Linked DNA regions of Salmo salar: region 2 is linked to region 1. Evidence: chromatin contacts called from public Hi-C data. All regions are on one chromosome and are shown on one strand. Each heading gives the region's core, a stretch centred on a gene start, on an enhancer-like site or on the middle of the called end of the contact. The rest is flanking DNA. Distances are from core to core; before and after follow the strand shown. Region 1 holds the start of hoxb7ab (homeobox protein HoxB7ab). Region 2 holds the start of LOC106607482 (endoplasmic reticulum membrane sensor NFE2L1).

What was found. A called contact is a pair of places that touch in the nucleus more often than the background predicts.
Region 2: a Hi-C map of muscle shows a contact between it and region 1, with 3 times the contacts expected there. The contact joins the promoter of LOC106607482 here to the promoter of hoxb7ab in region 1.

Annotation. Positions count from the first base shown.
Region 1 is chrssa06:43,952,275-43,956,296 of Ssal_v3.1, reverse strand. hoxb7ab (homeobox protein HoxB7ab) reads right to left here and starts at 2,488. Exons shown (of 2, transcript NM_001141674.1): 1 at 1,823-2,488. The coding sequence starts at 2,234. hoxb8ab (homeobox protein HoxB8ab) reads right to left here. Exons shown (of 2, transcript NM_001139579.1): 2 at 3,906-4,022.
Region 2 is chrssa06:44,388,005-44,392,240 of Ssal_v3.1, reverse strand. It overlaps LOC106607482 (endoplasmic reticulum membrane sensor NFE2L1), which reads left to right and starts at 1,425. Exons shown (of 6, transcript XM_014204474.2): 1 at 1,425-1,795; 2 at 3,330-4,097. The coding sequence starts at 3,579. It overlaps LOC106607483 (coatomer subunit zeta-1), which reads right to left and starts at 1,202. Exons shown (of 10, transcript XR_006770248.1): 1 at 923-1,202.

The DNA.
Region 1 (4,022 bases), core at 1,239-3,738:
TGTGTGCGTACGTGTGTGTGTGTGACTATCTATAAACTACATTTGATAAGGGTATTATTTAAGAAGTTTCATTTGTTATGGAGAAGTGGGTGTATTTCCAGAGCATATATTTCCTTTCAAAATGTGCTTTGTTGGCTCAAACATCACACTCAAATAGTCTAGTTAAACAACTCTTTATGTCCTTTCATCTAAATTCAATTATATAAGTTCATTGCTAGGCCATGCCATACTGGTGGGCATGTCAGTGGAAAACATATATGTTGTGTGTGTGTGTGTGTGTGTGTGTGTGTGTGTGTGTGTGTGTGTGTGTGTGTGTGTGTGTGTGTGTGTGTGTGTGTGTGTGTGTGTGTGTGTGTGTGTGTGAGAGAGAGAGAGAGGGAGAGAGACAGCGAGAGACAGCGAGAGAGAGGGAGATAGACTGCCTACCTGCTTGTCCATCACCGAGTGTACCTACTAGTCAATTTGAGCAATGTCTTGATTTGTTATATTTATTTGTGTATGAATAGTCTTAGCCTCATAAAATTACACTTGAAAATCTAAATTAGGTTTTCAAAGTCAGTTGTTGGCTCCTATAACCAAATTTGCAAGCGGTGGGCTGGCAAAGAGAGACAGACATACCAGGCAGGAGCACGCTACCGTTAGGATTTTTTTTTTTAAGTATGCATATTTCACACAAGGACATGAATAGCTTACACACAACTTACACGACGAGCATACATTTACGAGAAAACGTGTGGCAACGAATGCCTGCTAGTAGATGTCAAAAGCCCTGCTAATGAGGACGTATGTTTCAAAACTAGTGAAGCTGTTGTTCGTTTCACGCCAGAGGCTAACAAGAGGAGAGAGCACTACATTGACAACTGACTGATAGGAATTTTGTGGTAATAGTAGCCAAGGCCTTGAGAGGTTACTGAAAATTATTAGACAAAATTGTTGTCAGCCACTATTTCACATGAGCCGCGCGCACTAAAAGTGCTTGTTCGTTGATGGTGTGTAGTTGTTCAGCCTCCTAATGTGCACACAACGCACAGGCGCGCGCAGAGACACATACCACAGCTACACAGCCACTTACACATCTACACACACACACACACACACACACACACACACACGTTTTACGCATGACATTATTTGACACTACACTTAATCAAACACTGGCGTAACATGAATTGCTATTTTGTAAGCATCATTTTCTCAGACTAGACTTACTTGTTTGTTGTGTGGGCTGCAGGCAGCTGTAAGACCCACTGAAACTATTCAACAAGCCAGTGCAGAATGTCAGACAAAGGCGTTTCTATAACAAAACAACACAGCCTAACATCGCAAACCAAGAGCTAACCAACTGTTAGCATCACAGTGTTTTCAGTGTTTGCAACATTCAGAGGCATTTATGCGATAATAATATAAGCCAGTGAACACGGGGCAGAGACCAGGCATCTGGATATTATGCTGTGTTGTAGAGTGCGTTTACCACGAGATCCTATCGAAACAGCATAAACAACAGAAAGCGATGGAATAGCCGATGTAGGCTATTTCTTTCCACCCGAGGACGGTGTAAAATAATCCAACGCCCTCTCTCTCTGTTTTAACACAATACCGCCTAATGAATATTCAGATGTCTTAAATTATGGTTTTATTGAGGTCATATAGCAATAAAAGATGCGCAGGCAAAGCGGCGTAAAGCATAGTTCAGGAAGTAGCCCTGACCACTTCGCAACCGCACTGTTTAAAGACCGTTTACGAGAATTATTAGGTCGGAGCAAAGCCCCATTCCTTTCTCCCCTCCTCTTTTTTTGAAAACATACATTTTAAACTCACATACCTGAGCTTCTCATCCAGGGGTAGATCCGTAAACTGTCTTCGTTCTGTCTCTGCTCCGCCTTACCGCAGTTGGACACCTTGGACGGGTCACCACCGGAGCAAATCATGGAGAGGTTGGGGTGTTCAAAGTGGGAGCAGTGCATGTTCAGAGAGCCGGTGCCCAGCCCGTACGCAGAGGGATACATGCTGCGCGTTTGGGTGGGCATGTTCCCTGCGTTATTGTACAGTCCCGACAGTGTGGAGGAAGAGGAGGAGAAGCCTGCGCCGCCGGAGCCCGAGACATAACTGCTGGCTCCCGGTGAACTGGACGCAAAGGCGCAAGAAGTTTGCTCGGGAAAGACCCCACTTGGAATAACCGAACTTGCAGCTTGATATTTGGAAAACAAAGCGTTCGCATAATACAATGAACTCATAATTTGACCGGTGATTTGTAGGCCGGGAGGTTTTACTGTCGGTTTTACGAGGTACTGTGATATATTACAGAATTACAGTCTAGATTTACACCAAAAATCACCCCTTTTTCCTCAGGGGGCACGTGACGAGGGCCATGTGATACAAACTCGTCCAATAACAGCAGAGCTTCCAACCAGCTCAGCTAATGTGGAAAATAGTGCACCACTGACCATACACATAAAATACTTCAGTCTATTCACTGTAAGCCAAAGGGTAGGCCTACCTCCAATCAAGGAACTAACTAGAACACAAACAAATCGATAGTCAATAGAATATATTATGTAATCACCCAGCGCCTTGCACAGTGATAAAAAGGGCTGATGCTTACAAATATCCAACTGAATGTATACAGACAGATCTTAAAATGTCCTCGACTTCTCGTTGGACACCACACAAATAAGAAAAACCTATTAGTTTCCATATCGATTTTACTTATCCTTGCCAGTGGTGGGATCTCTCAGGAAGTTCCTCTGTCTGTTATTGTGGTCTCTGCGCACGATGCCTGTACCCTGTCCAGGGACCAGTATAGCCCACACCGGCCCACTCCGGCCCTGTCTGGGAGAATTTCTGCTTCAGAGCATCCCTCTTTCCACAGCTTCCATCTCCAGCACGACAGAGAAGCTCTGGACAACACAAGCACTTTTGTTTTTACGGAACAGGGAGGCCAGTAGCTGTCTCGAGTCGCCTAGTGCCACGTACCACGCTCTCCCAGTGTTTGACAAGATTTACCTGGCGCACAGGTGCTTTTATGCACCTTTTTTTTTCTTTCCCCCTCTCGAATAAGACTCAACATGAATGTGACTGTTATGGGAAGGGAAATATCCTCACGTTTTTTTCTGAAGGGGGGGGGGTGTTGTTACTGCCAATAGTCATATGATTTAGCCAGACTTTACAGTGTGGTTCCACATGCCATGGCCTTATCTATGTCGAGCTTGTGTGGAGATAAACATGTACGACACAATTCTGACCGCGCGTCAATCCCTACATTGTTAGAAGTGTGTGCACCCAGTACCCAGTAGCCATACACACTCATTGGTTTGGTGAAGGTTTTAATGCACTTGTGTAATATGGGTAAGATTACTAATTGGTTGAGTCAGTCTGTGTGGTGACGGTGGCTATTGGGATTCACACCTTGAGAGGAAATGAAGCAGCAACGATGTCACAGATTCTCTTTATTGTGTCCTCTGTCTTCCGCCGCTTCCAGGTTCAGACAATAGAACAAAGTGATGAAGAACAATAAAGCATATCATCAAGTCCCCATAAACTAATTCACGAGTAGCCTACAGTACACATTCTGGTTAAACGAGGGGTCACATGACATCCTTTTTTATTTCATTTGTATTTTTATTCATTTTTTTCCATGTTTGCACTGTGCGCATGCTTACCCAAATAAGGAAGACAACAAAATACCATCAATCAAAACGAACTAAGGAAGGACAAGTGTAAAAATAGGAAAGCCTACAGCATAAATAGGCAGTTTCATGTTGTTGGAATTCATTATTCGCCACGTCGTCATAACATAGAAGTGAGAACAGTAAAAAGTGCACAATTTAACTTAAAAACTATACAGCTGCCAAGATAATTGTTAATGACAAAATTCTAACAATATAAATGTTTGTTTTTTTCACGATAATTGTTCCACAATGAAAGGACTCTATTTTTAACACAATAATAATTTCCAACATCAGATAAAAAGTACAAATGCTTCATTTCCCGTTCAAATGTTTCGTTTTGTCTCCCAACAACCA
Region 2 (4,236 bases), core at 176-2,675, 440 kb before region 1:
TACATCAGATAAAATTATATCAGTAATTGTTTTATATATATGTATGTATATAGAGAGAGGTATTTTGAGGCCGAGGGTCAGTTACGGCAGGTTGGTTAATCAACGAAAAGTTATAGCGGCCTTGTCCAGCGCTGCTTGATTTAGTCTAAGTTTAAATTACAGTAAAAAAAAAAAAAAAAACTAACACAAACAATTTATCTTAGTGCAATGATCATCTGTCTAGAGTTTAGTTCAAAAGTGTAAAATTATTCTATGCATATTTAGTTGAAAAACCCACCTGTGGAATCAAGTTTTTGGTAAGCGTAAAATGCTGCGGAACGCAGCTCCTCCGGTTGAAACCAAATATCGTAGACGTGGCAGACAATATATTCACTGTTCACCCTTCAATGCTTGGGCAGGCTGATGTCACAGTTATAATAAAAGTATAACGGATAGCCGACAACTCATGCCATTCATTTAAGTGTAAATCATAACAAAGTAGGTTATAATCTCAGATATGTGACACGGGGTAGCTTTTTAGACAGTATGCCCCTCTCTCTGGGATAATTTGGCAACTGTTCGAGTTTGTACAACAGCAATTGCTCATTGACGAGGAAAAGTGCAACACATGTTGCTGCTGGTAGTGGAATTTCAGTACGCTACACTCAAATACATTCAGATTACAACGATAGTCACGCAGAATACAATACCTCCTAATGTCTGCTATCGTACCTGAAAATATTAGATCCAGCCAGTCAGAGACCTCAAAAAAAATCACTTAGGCTGGGCATGATGCAGAAATACCGAATACAACATTTTACGCAGCAAATGGCTACAATGAACGCTATTCAAGCAATGGCCAACGAGGCCTAATCATGCATTTGCAAGGTAATACTCGTTTAGAAATATATATAAAAGCTCCATATCCCTACCGATTGCTTACCAAAGACGCGATCTCCATAGTGGTTCTCTGGTGTTGACGTGGACAGGTTTGAGCTGTCATTCTAGTAGACTTCGCAAAATCCTCTGACTCATGGGTGGGCGGATCCTCTGCTGGCCTAGAGGCTCCGCAAAACCAAGCCCCTCATTCGGCCATGTTGGCTCCCTCCAATTGGTGAATGATGTTAGGTCCTTGTTCTCTAGGAACCACAATGGCGTCAGTTTCTTATAGTGGTGTTTTTACGCGTTACTCCAAAATGAACACCGCTAAGGTTTCGATGACCACCCACTTCATATGGCCAAGTAGTGAATTATGGGACATTATGCATATACATCCTATCAGTAGTATCTTTAATCTCATGTGTATAGAATATGTCATAAATGAACTACTCTTGTTACAAGTGATAGCCTACTTTATTTAAAAAAATATATGTTATTCAAACCATGTTGCGAGGCTCGTCTGGATTAGCCAGCGTGGATGTCTTTCTGTTCTAGTTCATTCTAGCACGGCAGATGGCAGCAATGCACATTGGGATGGACTGACAGACAGACAGTAGGATATTCTACTTTGGAGCCTGCGTACGGTGTGGCTGTGTGTGTGCGTCTTCAGTTGATTTGGCAGGGTTGATATAGACTGGCGGTATAGCCTATATGCGGGGTATGGTTTTTGACGCCGCGAAGTTATAGAAGAACAGAAAAGTGAAATGGTAGCCTTTACGTCATGTAGGGAGGGGACAGCAAACTGCTCCGTGAGCTGAGCAGGGTTTAAAATGCTTCCCTCTCTGATTTAGAGTCAGAATACAAAATCTTCCAAAAGGATTGGGCTTGCTGCGTTTCCACTGATGTGCCCATTTTTGACTTCTGTCTCCATAGTCCGGTAAGAGAGTCAAAACAGGAAACTAACATTATCGACACTTGTTTGTGTTATTTGGCAGTTATGTAGGCCTAATATGGGTGTTATTACTGTAAGTAAATATGTAAACAGGCTATACACATTGTATACCTTACATTGAGATGAAGTGGAGTTTATGGTACAGTTCATAAGTTTTACATGGGATATTCAGTTGCTCGACCCATTTCTATTTGCCAATAAAAGTGGAACATTTCTGAAGCATGAGGGTGAACAATTACTGTCAACGGTTTTCAGATCCTTGACGTTCATACATAATTCCAGATATTTTCAAATGAACTTCTAATGATTTCGAGGGGTCGTTCAGTGCCCTTTGATGAAGAAGCCTACAGGTTAAATTATCAACGCTCATCCTGTCAGACAGGTTCAAATTCAGTCATTTAAACCATCTTTGGTTGAACGGTCGCCTCATAAGACATGATGTTTCATGCAGGAACAACTGCAATAGACATGCCTATTAAAAACATCTAGCAGAATACCACTGGTCACCAGTTTATTTACATGGCGTAATACATTACAAACAGTTGCCTACAGTTACCGAAGTATTGCGTTGTCAAGTTATTCATTGATTGGCAGAATATGCTTGTTATTTCCCGGGTAACAGTGTGATTCACATAATGTGGTGTAACATTCACCACTGTCTGTCTAGTACCCGCCCTGGCGCTAACTACTGTACCAAACAACTTCTAGAACGAATAGAAGGAAGTACGTGGAAGTGAAGTATCTGGAGATTTATCTGGTATCTGTTGATAACAAGAACACTCCCCTGTTTGTTATCTTTAGGAATATATATTTTTAAATTCGCTTTGGGTCATACTCTTAAGTATACAATAATCATATATAGGGCACACTTAAGCCTTTTGGGGCACCGAAGCAAGATTTGGTTGGGTGGCCCCCCACCTCGCTCAAAACATTTTAGTGGCCCCCCTCTTGACAGTGGAGATACATTTATTTGTTTTTAAGTTAATTTCCCGCAACTCTACACATTTTGCCATGGAGCATAGAAAAAAAATCTGTTTTATAGCAAATTTCCTGCAATTCTACACATTTTGCCATGGGGTGGAGAGAAATTTCTGCAGTTTTAAAGCACATTCATGCAATTCTACACAGTTTGTAACGACTTAGGCATATTAATATAATTTCTGAGTGAGAATGACTAACAAAATCATTGTGGGCCCCATGGAGGTCAGGGCCCACGTGCCCAGTCAGTATTCGGCCATGATTACTACAAGTCTAGATTGCAGGCTAGACTAACTACCAATCAAAAAACATGTTATTTTTGGGTTATGGGCCCCCTAGTGGCCTTAGGCCCTAAGCGACCCTGATCTATTAGCATGGTGTTGAATTCAGCAGCCTTTTCCTCTGCTATTTCATCAATTACGTTGGATTCACTACTTTTTATTTTATGAATGGTCTTTTCAATGTGATATTCTTTTGAAATAACTAATCAATTAATTGTATTATCTAACTTTATTCTTTCATGTTGTGTTTGTCCGTATAGGATTTAACGATATTTGGAAGAGTGAAGAGGAGAGGATACATCACTTTTTTTATCTCACCATAGTGTCTATTTTAGTGTATCCAAAATAGCTTTATTTTGCCTCTTTATTACATTGACTTGAAGCTATAGATAACCCATCAACAGACAATAAGTCTTCTGAGGCTTACACTTGGCATTTTTCCACCCACCGCGTCTCCATTCCCTTTCCCTCATTTCTTGCACTCACCCTGTAAACTCTGAAGACAAGACATGGTGTGTCTGAAGAAATATTTTACAGAGGGCTTGATCCAAGTAGCCATCCTGCTTAGCCTGGTTGGCATCAGGGTAGATGTGGGCCCTTACTTTCCCCCCTCGCACGAGATGATCCTGGGCCCCACCTCGGCCCTCACCCAGACCCAGTTCCACAACCTCCACCCCAAGAGTGTAGACCTGGACGGCTTCTTCACAGCCCGGAGGCTTCTAGGCTGGGTCCGCTCCCTGGACCGCCTCCGGGTGCCCAGCTCGGAGCTAGAAACCTGGCTGGTGCGGCGTGAACCTGATGCCCTGGTGGTGGGGGCTCCTGGCCAGCCAGCCCCCCTGGAGGGAGGTGCAGGTGGGTTGGAGGTTCATGCGGGTGTCCAGGTGGGGTCGGTCATGAGGTCAAGCGTGGTGGCGGGGTCGCTGGAGTCGGATTACGGGCCAATCAGAGAGGACAATCTGGACACCATGGCGCCCCTTCTAAGAAGAAGCCATGAGGAGGAGGATAAGGATGAGGATCTCTATGAAGAGGTAAACTATGGTGAACTCTTCTACACTCTGTCAGTAAGACCAGTGGCAGCATAGAGTGGTGTTCAAGAGAATTGGCTGTGTCAGAGCTTATTCAATGTTCAAATACAATGCAGTGCCTTAAACAAATTAATACACAATA